3 separate regions of the Sus scrofa genome follow, and all the other regions are linked to region 3. A link is a contact called in public HiChIP or PLAC-seq data. All regions are on one chromosome and are shown on one strand. Each heading gives the region's core, a stretch centred on a gene start, on an enhancer-like site or on the middle of the called end of the contact. The rest is flanking DNA. Distances are from core to core; before and after follow the strand shown. Region 1 has its middle 58 kb from the start of TBC1D9. Region 2 holds the start of TBC1D9 (TBC1 domain family member 9). Region 3 holds the start of ELMOD2 (ELMO domain-containing protein 2).

Region 1 (4,681 bases), core at 1,059-3,558, 200 kb before region 3:
CCCTGGCCCTGGAGCTTTTCACACTGGATGCCGTCACCACAGACAAGCCCTCTAATGAGCTCAGGACCAGAATCCAGCCACTCGTATGACCTGAATTGATTTATGAAAGATTTAAAGTGGGCCCAGACTGTTTCTGTTTTGTGTATACATTCAGTTGCATTACTTTTTAATTTTATTTTTTTCTTTTTTATGGCCACACCTGCGGCATGTGGACGTTCCTGGGCTAGGGACTGAATCGGAGCTGCAGCTGCCAGCTACACCACAGCCACAACAACACTGTTTTTACACCCAAGTCTTTCTGGCTTTTAGAAACTGTTTTTCACCCGTGCATGACACTGCTTTCCCTCTTCTAAAGGGACAGCTGACAAGTTCATCCCTATAAAACAAAAGCGAAGAGACTTAAATGAAAAATAATAACAAAGTGACTTTGCCATGGAGAAATCTGACACTACCCCAGCCAGATGATCAAAGCCAACCTCAGCAGCGATAAGTCTTGTTGCTAGTGTGTCTCTATGTTATGATGTGAAGAGAGAGTTACTTTAGATCTGTGGCTTCCTCCCCAAACTCAAAACATAAACCTAGTATAACCATGATTAGAAAAAAAAAAAAAAATCAGGCTTAAGACTGAGCTGACAGAGATGTCAGCATTATCTGACAAAGATTTTAAAGCTGCTATCATAAAAATGCTTCATCGAGACGACAAATACACTGGAAACAAATGGAAAAAAAAAAAAAGAGTTCCCATCGTGGCTCAGAACCCAACTAGTATCCACGAGGACGAGGGTTCAATCCCTGGCCTCGCTCAGTGGGTTAAGGATCCAGTGTTGCCATGGCTGTGGTGTAGGCTGGCAGCTACAGCTCTGATTCGACCCCTAACCTGGGAACTTCCATATGCTGCAGGTGCAGCCCTAAAAAGACAAAGACCAAAAAAAAATTTTTTAATAAAAAAGTAGGGAAGGTTTGGGAGTGCCTGCTGTGGTACAACGAGTTAAGGAGACAGTATTGTCTCTGTGGTGGGGCTTGGATTTGATCTCTGACCCAGAACTTCCAGATGCCATGGGTGTGGCCAAAAAAAGAAAAAAATTAAATTAAAAAAATATATATAGTAGGGAAGGTTTAGAGTATCGTCCCTGTGTTTGGGATAAAATTTTCAAATAGCTAAGATTTAGAATAGAACCAATATTGCAGATGTTAGGTGATATTATTAGCAAGCCTCATCTTACAGCAGCAATGCACACTGAAAATAAGAGAAAAATTAGAGATATTAAGGTAAAGGTTGTCAAGTGAATATATAAAGGAAATAGACCCAAACAATAAATAATAAAATTATAATTAAGAGAGTTTCCTGGTAGTCTGGTGGTTAGGACTTGCACTTTCACCACCACAGCCTGGGTTTAATCCCTCGTCTGGAAACTAAGATCCCACATCAAGTTCTGCATGCCACGGTCACACACACACACACACAAAAAAGGAAAATTAAAAAACAAAATAAAAAAAACCCAGGCAAGTCCATGCAAAGGGACATTCTTCCAAATCAATGACTGGTATTCTCGAAGTGGTCAAGACTATCAAAATCTAAGTTATACAAACTCTCAGAAATCAGAGGAGTCTAAGGAGACAAGAAGATGAAGTGTAATGTGGTATTGGAGATGGGATACTGGGACAGAAAAAGGATATTAAGGGAAAATGAGTGAAATCTGGAAAACAGCTGGAGTTTAGTTCCCAGGAATGTACCAGCGATGATCCCTTAATTGCAACAAATGTACCAGGGTAATATCAGATATTAAGAGGGAAAATAAGGTGAGAGACAACAGGAATGCTCTGTACTATCTTTGTAATGTTTCCAGAAGTCTAAAAGTATTCTAAAATAAATTTTAAAAGAGATATTTATCAATTCTGTGAACCCAAAGAATTGCTAGAAACAGAGAAATTGTTTTTTTATGCTCTTGTGATGTCACTTCCTTGGAAATATTGGGAATAGAATAGATAACTCAGCATCATGAATAGGTTAGAAGTTCTTGAAGCAGGATACTGGATCGAATTCTTTCTTAACATCAGTTCCAGATTTTTCAAGACCATAAATCTATTTGGTATTAACTGTTACAATGACTCTTCAGAATCATTGGGAAATGCACAGAATGAAAAGCTAATTATTTGTAATTATATGTCTGAGTGACTGCAAAGGACTTCAAACTAGTGTAAAAAGTAGGTTTCTTAGCCGGTGCACAGGAAAGACAGTTAGCATTGGATGGTAATGCACCAGTGATAGTGAGCACTTGCCTTCTGATGGTATTTGTGTAGTTGCACTGTTTCTCCCAGTAGGGGGCTCAGTTGACCATTGAATGGAAGAGGGGCCCTGGCATTGGAGAACAGAGGTGTGTGGCTTCGCTGGAAACAGAGTTTGCAGGGTAATTTTGAGAAAGAATAACTATTCCGAAATCTTGTCCAGTAACCCTTGTACCAGTAACCCTTGTAAGAAGGGGGACAGATGCCACCAACCAACATGGCTGAGGTAGAGGGTGTATTAGAGAAGAAAGAATGTGTATTGGACTAAACCAGAAGACAGAACACTTAGGTTTATGTATTACTGAAAATTTGTCTCCCCCACTGAGAAGCAGGTTAGAACTGACAAAACTAGAAATGCCCTCTCCCTGGCCAGACTTATGTTGCTGCAAAGTCACATGGAAGAAACGTGCTTAGAGTATCATGTATTCACTGATTGGCCACAAATATCTTATTCCATGAAGCATTTCACAAGACAGCGCATGCATTTAATCGTTTAGCTTAAGCACATCCGAAAGGAGTTCCCTGGTGGCCTGACAGTTAAGGACTCAATGTTGTTACTGCCATGGCTTAGGTTACTGCTGTGGCTCCGTTTCGATCCCTGGCCTGGAAATTTCCGCATGCCTCTGGAATAGACAAAAAAAAGCACAGCACCAAGATCAGCCTCTATATAAACACACACACACAAACACACATACACACACAATTAAAATCTTCTAATGTCCTCCCATTTCTACTAAGTCCAAGTACAGTACAGAATCCTTAACTTGGAGTTCCTATTGTGGCTCAGCAGAAATGAACCCAACTAGTATCCATGAAGACTTGGATTCCTCCCTGCCCTCACTCACTGGGTTAAGGATCCAGTGGTGCCGAGAGCTGTGGTGTAGGTCACAAATGGGGCTCGTATCCCATGTTGCTGTGGCTGTGGCATAGGCCGGCAGCCGTAGCTTCAATTCGACCCCCTAGCCTGGGAACTTCCCTATGCCACACCTGCAGCCCTAAAAGAAAAGCAAAAACAAAAACAAAAAAATGAAACGGAATCCTTAACTTGACCTCCTAAGTCCTGCAGGCTCTGGCATCTCAAAATTATCTCATACCACTCCCCACTCACTCCAAGTGTTCCAGCCCCACTCCCCTTCTTCTAGTTCAGTCTGTGCTCCTTGGGATCTTGGCTCAGCCGCTTTCCCATGGAGGAAGCATCTCTCAGCTCTAGGTTAGGCAGCCTTTTTTGCTAAAAGCTTACAGAGCACCCTGTACTTTGCTTTCATAGCTCTAATGACAGGTCACCTGTGTGTGCTCAACATAGTATGAGACAATGCTCGGCATGAATAATTCACTCATGTGATTGTTAGATGAGTATTGATTTTCCTCTCTAGACGGCGCATACCTTGGGATTAAGGTTCATGTTTTTATTCTCCGTGTATCCCCGTGCCCAGCACAGGACCTGGCTCAGAGCAGGCTGGCTATATGTATTTGCACAATAAATGACTGAAGGATCAACCTGCTCCCCACCTACCTGTTTTATCCTTTTCATCCAAAAAGAAAAAAAAAATAAACAATTTCACCCAGGAATTAGAATTAGGAATATGTGATTACTGTACACCAGGCTATTTGGGAGATTTGGGGAAAATAGTATAAATGAGACATTTAAATATTAGCTGCAAAATATAGGGAAAATTATAGAAAAGGATAAGATTAAATCACGTAAAACAAAAACTTTGAGACTGGTCATTAAAGGGGCATATTTTATAAAGAACCATTTTCCAGGATGCCAGCATTGATGAGGAGCAGACAAAAAGTATTAATTCAGGTGAGATAATGTATTCTTACTAAACAAGGGACTTGGAAAAGGCAGCTCTAGACTCAGCTCATCTCTTCCCTTAGCAAAGCAAAGTCCTAAAGAGCGAAATCTATAATAGACACCAGAGAAAGCCATGCTCCATGCAGGACGCTGCTAAGCTGGGCTACACCAATTGGGATAACTCTTTAGCTTAGACTTTGCTGTGAGAAGCTCAAGTTGTCCTATCTTTGGCCAATGGGAGTCTCTTTGAGTTGAGTCCAAAGTCCTTCCTACACTACTATCCTTCAAGAGCTTTCTCACTCTCTGACATAAAGAAATGTTCCAGAATCTTCTTGTACATTTCCTGCTCCAAAGATGGAATTAGCTATAGGTCTAAGAAATAATAGGCCACTAAGCATTCATCATACTCATTGCTCCTAGCTTGGTTATTGTTTCTATGCCTCTTCAGTGATACCTACAATTTTTTAAAACCTCCTGAGTTTATCCTGCTACTTCTACTTCAAGTCTAGTACTGCAAAGCTTTTAAATGTGTCTGTTTCATCTGTATGCATCTTTATTCTATAATGAGAATTCTGAATCTCAAGGACACAAAAGAAT
Region 2 (4,727 bases), core at 1,424-3,923, 140 kb before region 3:
TGGGAAGTTCTGGGCATTAAAAAAAAGGGGGGGTCCTTGTTGATATGTCACCTTCAGGTGGCAAGGGAAGGATTTGGCTTCTTAAGGGTTTTATTCATATGCCGTGTGAATTTTCTTCCTGCTGAAATTAGAACTGAGTTTTCTACTGGTCTTCTTCTTCTTTTTTTTTTTTTTGTCTTTTTGCCTTTTCTAGGGCCGCACCCACCACATATGGAGGTTTCCAGGCTAGGGGTCTACTCGGAGCTACAGCTGCTGGCCTACACCACAGCCACAGCAATGCAGGATCCGAGCCATGTCTGCGACCTACACCACAGCTCATGGCAACACTGGATCCTTAACCCACTGAGAGAGGCCAGGGATTGAACCCCCAACCTCATGGTTCCTAGTCGGATTCATTTCCACGGTGCCACGACAGGAACTCCTCTACTGGTCTTCTTAAGGGTTTTATTGATTTGCTGGGTAAATTTTCTTTCTGCTGAAAGTAGAATTGAATTTTCTACTGGCCTTACCTCTCCTGGGGCTTCTGAATGATGGAATGGTACTGAGACTAGTATTCTGCAGTCTCCATGCCCTTACTTCCAGGAGAACTGGGTGGTCATGGAGTGGGCACTGCAGTTGGGGGGTGGGGAGAGGGGAGAGAGGTGAGGTTGGGCTGAAATAAAGTTCTTAAGACTCTATTTCCTATTTCCAAGGATGGGCAAGTTCCTCGGAGACAAAGTAATTACTGGGAGTGGGTGAGGAGAGGGAGGGAACTATACCATTGCGGAGGTAAAAAAGCAGGAAAGGCCAGCACAAATGGGAATGGGGGTGAGGTGCCAAATTTACTACCCTCACAATCTTGTTTCAATCAGATCCGCCCACTAAGTAGCAAACAACTAACTGCTGCAAAGTGGGGCCATCAAAGTCCTATTGGAGTTGAATTTTTCCATTGATGGGTGGGAAATCTCAGGTGACAAAGATTATGATGTCTTTAAGCCTATTTTATTTATCTGTTGAATGCCTCTTTAAGTGGTTTGAGACAATCCCACAGATCAAACCACCTGATCCCTTGTTGCGGTGGCTGTGGTGTAGGCTGGCAGCTACCTCCAATAAGACCCCCAGCCTGGAAACTTCCATCTGCTGCAGGTGAGGCCCTAAAAAAAACAAAAAACCAAAAAACAAAACCAGAATATAGCTAAGGACTTAATTTTTTTTTCTTCTCTCCTCTTTGTGTCCAATCTTGTTCTCAACACGTTTTTTTAAGTTTGTTTTGGTTTTTACCACTATTTTTACATCTTAATCTTCAAGAAGGTAGAGATTTTTGTGTGTTTTGTTTACTTATCCCAAAGGCCTAGAGTGCACGCATTCAATAATTACACGTTGAGTGAATGAACACATGAATTACATAAGTAAATAAGATTTTTGGCACCAAGAGATACAGAGTGTTAAGCTAAGATCATACTTTAACAAAGTTTCCTCGTGACTCAGTGGGTTAAGGATCCAGTGTTATCAGTGCTGTGGCTCTGGTTACAGCTGTGGCACAGGTTTGATCCCTGGCCAGAGAGCTTTGGGCTGGACAAAAAAAAAAAAAAAAAAAAAAATCACACTTTAGGGGTAGAGTAGAGAGGTCAAGACACAGCTTTGAGCACTGTAAGAACACCCCAAAAGACAGTACAAGGGCACTTAGCAAGTTTTTTTTAATGTTAATTATATAAAATAAAAGAATATCAATGGAAGCACATCAAAATATTAGAATTCTATATAGATTTAATACAACTTTACATACATACAGTTTGCAGTATTTTTATTTCTTAAAATTTACAATAAATTTTGTGAATGCAGGCACTGTACCTTGACCAAAAGATGTTTTTGAGTCTGTGTTAAAAAATGTGAAATGACCACAAATGTCTGGAAATCTAAACTATTTCCTAAAGAGGCAGGAGGTCAACGAATATGATAATGTAAAGGGAGACTTGCATTTCTCAAGAGCCCACTAGGTAGGAAACCAACATGTGCAGGGACATCTTCATTAAAATAGCTGGCAGGTGCTCACTGGACTATTTGAAGGAAGTCAGCAATCCAAGAGAGAGCTAAGTAATAAATGCGAAGTCCACACAAGAAAGTCTCATTTGAATGCTTTGCTCTTTTGGAAAGGGAGAGGTCCCTGGGGTTGTCCTATGTCCAAGACAAAGCAGAGTTTAGTAAATTCCCATCATCTGGGAAGAGGAGCCCCTTTTTGCTCAGCTATCAGCAGATCTACTGGGTGTAAAAAAGAAGTGAAAAAAAAGGTCATCGGATATGTAGGTGAATGGTCTGTGATGGCCACAGACTCGAAATACAAGGGAAAGAAAAACTGTCTAGGGATAAAGATGGCCTGGTTTGTGTGTCTCTAATTTCAATGATTCTTTTAAAAAATTTAAATCCATCCATTAAGTGTGAATAAATCCTTGGATTCTGCCATGTCCAGTTCTCGAAGCGCCAAATGCCTCATACAGGGACAGCTGTGGTGTGAATTAGTTACTCTAAGCTTTTGGGCTGCTTCCAACTTCGCTATTGCTTCTGCCCTACAGGTCAAGGAAAGAAGTGATGTAATGCACTTAGCTGGGCCACTTTAATTACAATGGAATGGAGAGGGGGAGGGGTTACAGGCGATGACAAGTTTAGCGCATGACTTGCCCTAGGGATGTAGGAAACAAAAACATCGACAACCATTGGCTGCGCCCACTTCCGACCCGGGTCCAGCTCGCAGCCTGGAACCTTGAAGCACGTTTCTTGGGAAGAGGGGTGGCGCTAACCTACAGAGCGTCAACCATAAACACACATACACACGCAGCGCGCGCGCACCCCTCCACCCCCACGGAGGCTGGCAGCGTCCTCCCTGCTGGGATGGGCGTGGGGCCGAGTGCTTGCCACCCGGTTCCCAGAAGGTTCCCGCAAAGCCAGACGCGGCGGCCGCACTCGGCTCGCAGGGCCGGTGGAGGATTCGCGTCCGCGGAAGCTGGTGTCACTCGGGCTCGCTCGCAGTGAGCCTCGCTGTCGTCATTCATTTGCAGTGTCCGGAGCGTCCTTCCAGCAGGGAGCTGGGCTTCGCCGAGGGTGCGAGCGGCTTCGACGCGGAGTGTTAATGCGCGGGGACCTCGAAGGCTTAGACCGGCTAGAGACGGAGGCGGCCCGGGCAGTGGGTGGGCGCTACGGGAGCAGCCGCGCCCCAGATCAGCTCGGCCCGACCCGCGGGGCCGAATCAGCTCGCGTCGCCCGCAGCCCAGCCCGCCGCCGGGCGGGATCCCGGGACTGAGCCACACCACTTCCTCCTCCTCCCGCTCCTCTTCCTCCTCCTCCTCCCGCTCCTCCCGCCGCCGTGGGCCCCAGGCGGGCTGCGGAGCGAAAGGCCTGGGTGTCTGCGGCCGCGGGCTCACGGGAGGCGGCGGCGCCGCCGCGGAGAGGATGCTGCTCGCGGCGCCCGCGTCCTCGCCGTCCTCCCCGCCACCCGCGGGAGCTTAGCTGTGGCCCGGGCGCCGCGGGCAGCCCCCTGGTGAAGCCGCTCTCTGCCGCGGCACCTTAGCCGGCGGGCGGGCGGGCGCGCGTGTGCCTGGGAGTGCGCGCCTGTGTGCGCCGGACCCGACCCGCCGCCCCATTGTGCGGCCGCCCGCGGCGCCCGGGAACATGTGGGTGAACCCCGAGGAGGTGCTGCTGGCCAACGCGCTGTGGATCACCGAGAGAGCCAACCCCTACTTCATCCTGCAGCGGAGGAAGGGGCACGCGGGCGATGGAGGCGGCGGCGGCGGACTGGCGGGTAAGGACTCGCGGCGTGTCCCCGCGGGAGGGGGGCCGGGAGCGCTGCGGCACCGCCCGCGGCCCCGGGCTGCGGGCACCCGAGACGCCGCCCAGTCCCTCGGGGCCCGGCGACCCGCCCCACTTAGCCGCTTGAAAGCATCAGTAGTCATCATTTTCGGACTGAAAAAAAAAGAGATGCCTCTTTTCTGCCGCTTCCAGGCGATGCGGGCCCTTCGTGGACCGGGAGCCCCATTCAGTGGGTGGTGTTGATGATGAGTGAATCTGGGGAGGGGGGAGCATAAGTCCTTATGATTTGAACGCGGCACTTCTCCCCTCCCACCTTTAAAAAATATTGCTTTATATACCGGCAAGAGAGGTGAAGGATGGCTAATTTTTACTTCATTCTCTTTACTGGTAATGGCAGGTTCAGGTATAAAATGTTCTTTTGTTTCCAGCGAAGCAATCGGAAAGGAGGCTGGTGTGGTCATTTCCTAGATTAGTTATGACCTAAGAGAATAAATAAGGAAAAAGGAATTGTTGTTGTTGCATCTAATTAGACATAAGAAAGCAAGTTATCTGGCTGTAAAAAGAATTAGCAGTATAACTACATTTTAACTCTTACCTCAATCACTTTCCCAAACCCCCGCACAAAGCATTGCTAATATTGTAACTATTACTAAAACCATGTGTTATCATTCAGGATTGTAAAATCAGACCCCTATCCCAAGAAGTGCCACGTTAGAAAGGTATTCCTTTATTAACTAGTTTGCTTGGTGGGCGATTACAGATCATCTCCTACACATACTGTCCTAGAGAAATTGGACCTTCTCCTCTCCCCAGTGGTTAGAATGAACAAAACTGGGATACTTTTTAAAATGAAAAAGTTAGCAAAAGAAACGGGAGAGGTTTAACCCGGAAAGAGATTGCACAAAAAAGATGAACCTTGACCTCTTCAGAGTTCAAAATGTCACCCT
Region 3 (4,843 bases), core at 53-2,552:
ATCGGAAAAAGTGCCCATAGAAGAACTCCCACAAAGAAATAAACATTTTTTTTTTTTCCCTGAAGAAGGAAATACAGGACAGGTTTAATAGCTTTAAATTGGATTTTTTAAAAGGGGAAAAAAATCACAGTTTATCCAACTCATCAATTCCAAATTACACTAATATAGTTATTTCATTATGTCTATTTTAGTAGTAGTGTTTAAGCATCTAAGAAAACAATGACAGGTGTAGGACATAACATTTAGATTAATTAAATGATGGCTGGTCAAATGGCCAACTTACCACTTTTAAACAATTGTGAAAGTCAAATTACTTAATTAGATTCACGCTCTCAGTTCTCTATTTTAGTTTCTTATTTTTTGAGAACAGGGCTCAACTGCTTAAGAACAAAACGACCCCAGCTAAGCAACAGTGAAATCAAATATACCATATATCAGAATTGTTCGTATAAGGAATAAGTCTTCTTAAACCCTGTGAATAATTCCAGTAACATCTGTCGCACAGGCAGGTGATCCCAGCAAATAAGAACACTACATATGGCTTACAAACTGAAGTACACAAGTTGAACTCGGAGTAAGAATCACACCCTGGCTAATGGTCGATATTCCATTCAACAAGTGAAGGGCAGAAATAATAAGAAGAGTAATAAACGACACCCTCGATAAGACAGAATCTTTATCCCATAAGAAAAATCTTCAATTCCTAAATGAAGCGGGGTCGGGGAAATGCAAGTCAGGAGTAATTACTCAAAAATGCTCATCTCCTTCCTGCCTTAAACTCACAAATATATCACTCCATTTCCCGAGGGAGTGTCAAATTCGAGATTCCCGCAGATCAGTGCAAAATCAGTGCAATCAAAAATGGGCTGAACTGTGACTTTAAAATGAATCCATCTGTTCCTCGCTCATCAGGACAAAAGAAGCCGAAATGCCAAGCGGAGGAAACGCCAGCTCGCCAGCCCTCGGGGAGCCGCTTGCGCCGAGCCCCCCTTCTGGAGCCTGGCCAAGCCCAGCTCGCGCCCAGCCCAAGGGTGGGAGGGAACCGCTAGCACAAAGCCGCGCCGGCCCTGGCGCCCTGCGCGGACTTTCCGTAGGACACCGCGGGGTTCGCGCGCCCTCAGCTCAGCAGCACCCAAACGGCGCCGGGCAAGAGGAAAAGAAACAGCAGCCACCTCACGAGAGCGGAAGAACTAGGGGGAGCTGGAGCTGCCTCGGTTTCCCCAACTGCAAACTGCCGGCAACGGAAACGACGCTACCCGCGGTCCGCTCCCTGCAAGCACCGCGACCCGGAAGTCGGGAGCCAGGCAGCGGGAACGCCTTCCCCGGGACTCTGCTCGCCCCCGTCCCGCCCCACCTGCTCGCCGATAGGCCCGAGGTCCACCAATCGCTATCTCTGAAAGGACGTCGCTCGGAGCTGCCGCGTCGCGCGTACTCGGATTCCAGGAACGCCCGACGGTTGCCCTGGCAACCGCTCCCTCGAGGCACACCCCACGCCGAAGATTGGTCTTTGGTGCGGCGGCTTCGTAGACTTTTCTCGCTTTGAACTTAAGGTCTTTTGCGTAAGTTGAAACCGTGTACTCCTCCTAGATTCCAGGCACCGGAGAAGCGATGTGCTTTGTATAGTTTTAATAGCGCCAAGGGTACAGAAGCGCTTTCACCTATATTTAATCTTAATTCTGTGGTTTAATTAGTAACAGTCCCACTTCAAGAATGAGAAAACGGAATTTACGTTGAATGACTTGCCCGTGGCAGATAGAGAGCCCTGTACGTTGAGTAAAAAGTTTGGACTTTGTCCTACAATAATAAAAAGCTAATAGCTGATTCAGCGAACATTCATTCCTTAACTAGTTGTTTTTTTCTGGAAAAAAATAATTTACGGTAATTTATGCACATGATTTTTTAGAAAAATCGAACCTCAAACAGTACATTCATTAATTCAACAAGTATGTGTTGATTGTTATGCACCAGGCAGTGTTGCAAAAGGGAGTCATACAGTCAATAAATGAAAATATTTAGTATGTTAAATGGCACTATAGTAAGGGGTATATTAGGGAAGAGAGGAAGAGTTTTACATACAGGGGAGTCAGAGGGGTATCGGTGTTAAGGGGATATTTGAGCAGTGTTTGGAATGAAGTAAAGGAGTATGTGAAGGGAGAATATTCCAGACGCTAGAGAGTATTTCAGACACTAGAATGGCAAGTGCAAAGGCCTTGAATCAGGAGCATACTTCATAAGTTGGAGGAATAGCAAGAAGGGTAGGGTGGCTGGAGGAGAAAGACCAAGGGGAGAATTAAAACGTAAGTAAAAAGACAAACATATTGAAAAACAACTTTCACTGTCATGCACAACTCCTGGTCCTTCAGCCCCCATGCTCAAAAGGAACCAGTATTAGTTTCTTTATACCTCCAGGGACATTCTGGCAAGTAAAATTATAAATATATATTACATCCCCTGTTACATTACCTCCATCTCCTATTTAACATAAATTTTAACAAAATAGCAGTGCACACTTTTCCACACCTCAACCAACATTTTTTAAAAGGTGCTAGTTGTAAACACTAGACATGTAAAGGGTGTATAAGCCACCATCCCTGCCCCATAGAAGCAACCAACAATCAACTTGGTAATGAAATCTGGATATGTACTATAATAATAAAACACAGACTCAGATCTTGAAAGAAACTTAAAGATCAACTCAATGGATATTTTTCGTTGTACATAAAAAGATTCAGAAAGGCAAAGCAAATTGGCAAGAAGTAGAAACAAACCTTTATTTCAGAGGTCTCTCGGTTATTACACAAGACCTTCATATAATAGAAAGTCAGATAATTCTGTAGTACAGTTATATAATCCTTTTACCTTTTCAGTGTGCTACACTGAAGATAGAGTGGGCAGAAAGGAACATATTTCCTTGTCTCCATGCTGCCTGATGGCCCACTTCTATTCATGTTTCTCTCCAAGAGAGGAGAATGCTAACCTGTTTGGTAAGAATGTGAGAGGCTGACTGAACAGCATTTATTGGGAGCAGGATCACTATACATTAAATTACCATGTGCATATGATTTTCTCTTCTCTCTTCCATGAATTCATTTGCATGTAAGTAGCAGATGCGTTAAACCAGTCCTGTGCCCCGGGGAAGATTGACTTTCTCTCTTTCTCTCCTGTTCTCTATGGCTTCCTTCTTCCATGTGGCTGGCCAAATCCTAAGATTAGAGTTCTGGCTTCAAGGAGGAGGAGGGACCTACTTAGGTTCCTGGACTAACTTGTGTGCTTCTACCAGGCCTTATCAGATATACCTACATGGAAAACAAAGGCTATGGTGTAATGGAGTTCGGTTATATTTTTGAGTAGTACTCAGGAATCTCTGCTTTCTTGGATTTTCAGACTAAACAACCAAGGCTCTGTTGATTTTAGAAACTACTTAATGGAAGGAGTTGGTTGGTATGACTGTTAATTAACCATTTACTACAAGGTTCAGGATTTGATCTATAGAGAATTTAAGTACCATATCAGCGCCCTCTTTGGAGTGCATGAAGTCTGGAATGCAGTGAATTTATAATGAGAAGGAAAACTGTATACTCCTTTTGCTAACGGTGAAATGGATTACCTCTGTGGAAGCATGAAGAATGTTAAGGACAGTGGCAACCCTGCTTGGTTTTATGAGGATTTGTGTTACACTTCCCTGAAACTATGTTAGACCCTTTGACTAGGGAGAACCACTTGGGCATGGATTCCCCTGTGTAATTCTTTTAATGGAAGAACAGGGAAATAGAATGTCAAGGTAGTTTGTTCTCACAGCTACTAGTAGTGGACTTTACCAATGAAAAGAAAGTTTAAGCTACAAAGAATTAAGCCAGTGGGCTGGGATGAAGACAGTAACCCAAATAAAGGAAATAAACATTGAATCAGATAGAACTATTTATGTGATTTAAAAAAAAACAAAACACCCAGGGTGAGGGGGAATAAAGAAGTAGGAAATTTGACAGGATCCCTCAGAGGGTTTGGTGGCATATGAACAATAGTTGGGAGCAGGGAAACCTATTCTGCCTCCTGCATCCACCTCACTGAAGTTAACCTATCAGATCTGTTTCAGTATGCCTGTATGAGTTTAGAGCTAAAGATGCTGAAGAGAAATAGGAAAATCAGGTGTGTTTAATCACAAGACAGTGATTTTAATTCATCTACTAAAGTTGTGGGAGAAAACTTTAATGGGACGATTAAGGTGAGACAATTAACTTGAGAGTCAAGAAATCTTCAAATGACCCCTCGTGGGAGGTCCAAGATTGTATGATAAAGTTAAGTGGTGGAGTAAAACCTCGGGGAGATGAGGATGCAAAATGTACTATATATAGTTTCATCAGAGGAATGGAAGGCAATATTAAGGTATGAAAATTGAAGTTTGGGGCGAATGAAAATTATGGTAGGCAGTGCCAGAATCACTATGAAGCCGAAGATGGAGAAACAAGAATAAATTACCAGTGCTTGCCTTTACCAGGCTAGGGGTCTAATTGGAGCTGTAGCCGCAGGCCTACACCAGAGCCACAGCAACGCAGGATCCGAGCTGCGTCTGCAACCTACACCACAGCTATAACCCACTGAGCAAGGAGAATATGAATATGTATTAGAGTGAATGTGATGAAGGACCTTGTCACTACCAGCCTAAAGCCAAAAGCTTTAAGAGAGAAGTCTGCCCTTCATATACCTTTCTTTCTTTCTTTCTTTTTTCTTTCCTTTTTTTTTTTTTTGCTTTTTAGGGCCGAACCTGCAGCATATGGAGATTCCCAGGCTAAGGGTCGAATCGGAGCTGTAGCCGCTGGCCTATACTACACCACAGCCACAGCAA

Evidence for each region. HiChIP or PLAC-seq counts read pairs in DNA pulled down with a chosen protein or histone mark.
Region 1: an H3K27ac HiChIP or PLAC-seq map of alveolar macrophages shows a contact between it and region 3. The contact joins the enhancer-like site here to the promoter of ELMOD2 in region 3. A contact is called at or near these places in 18 of 47 Hi-C or Micro-C datasets (alveolar macrophages, blood, embryonic fibroblasts and 11 more) and 2 of 2 datasets of contacts at active chromatin or transcription factors (alveolar macrophages and skeletal muscle).
Region 2: a contact with region 3 is called in an H3K27ac HiChIP or PLAC-seq map of alveolar macrophages. The contact joins the promoter of TBC1D9 here to the promoter of ELMOD2 in region 3. A contact is called at or near these places in 2 of 47 Hi-C or Micro-C datasets (fetal heart ventricle and heart right ventricle) and 2 of 2 datasets of contacts at active chromatin or transcription factors (alveolar macrophages and skeletal muscle).

Annotation. Positions count from the first base shown.
Region 1 is chr8:86,342,108-86,346,788 of Sscrofa11.1, forward strand. No RefSeq gene overlaps it. Among named protein-coding and RNA genes, the nearest start is that of TBC1D9, 58 kb to the right of the region's middle. Within about 2 kb of position 2,309, at least 2 of the 83 cell types and tissues checked have an H3K27ac peak or open chromatin away from gene starts, as enhancers often do. A contact at or near this core is called in alveolar macrophages, where this site is marked.
Region 2 is chr8:86,400,072-86,404,798 of Sscrofa11.1, forward strand. TBC1D9 (TBC1 domain family member 9) reads left to right here and starts at 2,674. Exons shown (of 21, transcript XM_021101555.1): 1 at 2,674-3,772. The coding sequence starts at 3,643.
Region 3 is chr8:86,545,350-86,550,192 of Sscrofa11.1, forward strand. It overlaps ELMOD2 (ELMO domain-containing protein 2), which reads right to left and starts at 1,303. Exons shown (of 9, transcript XM_021101556.1): 1 at 1,173-1,303; 2 at 1-59. The coding sequence starts at 46.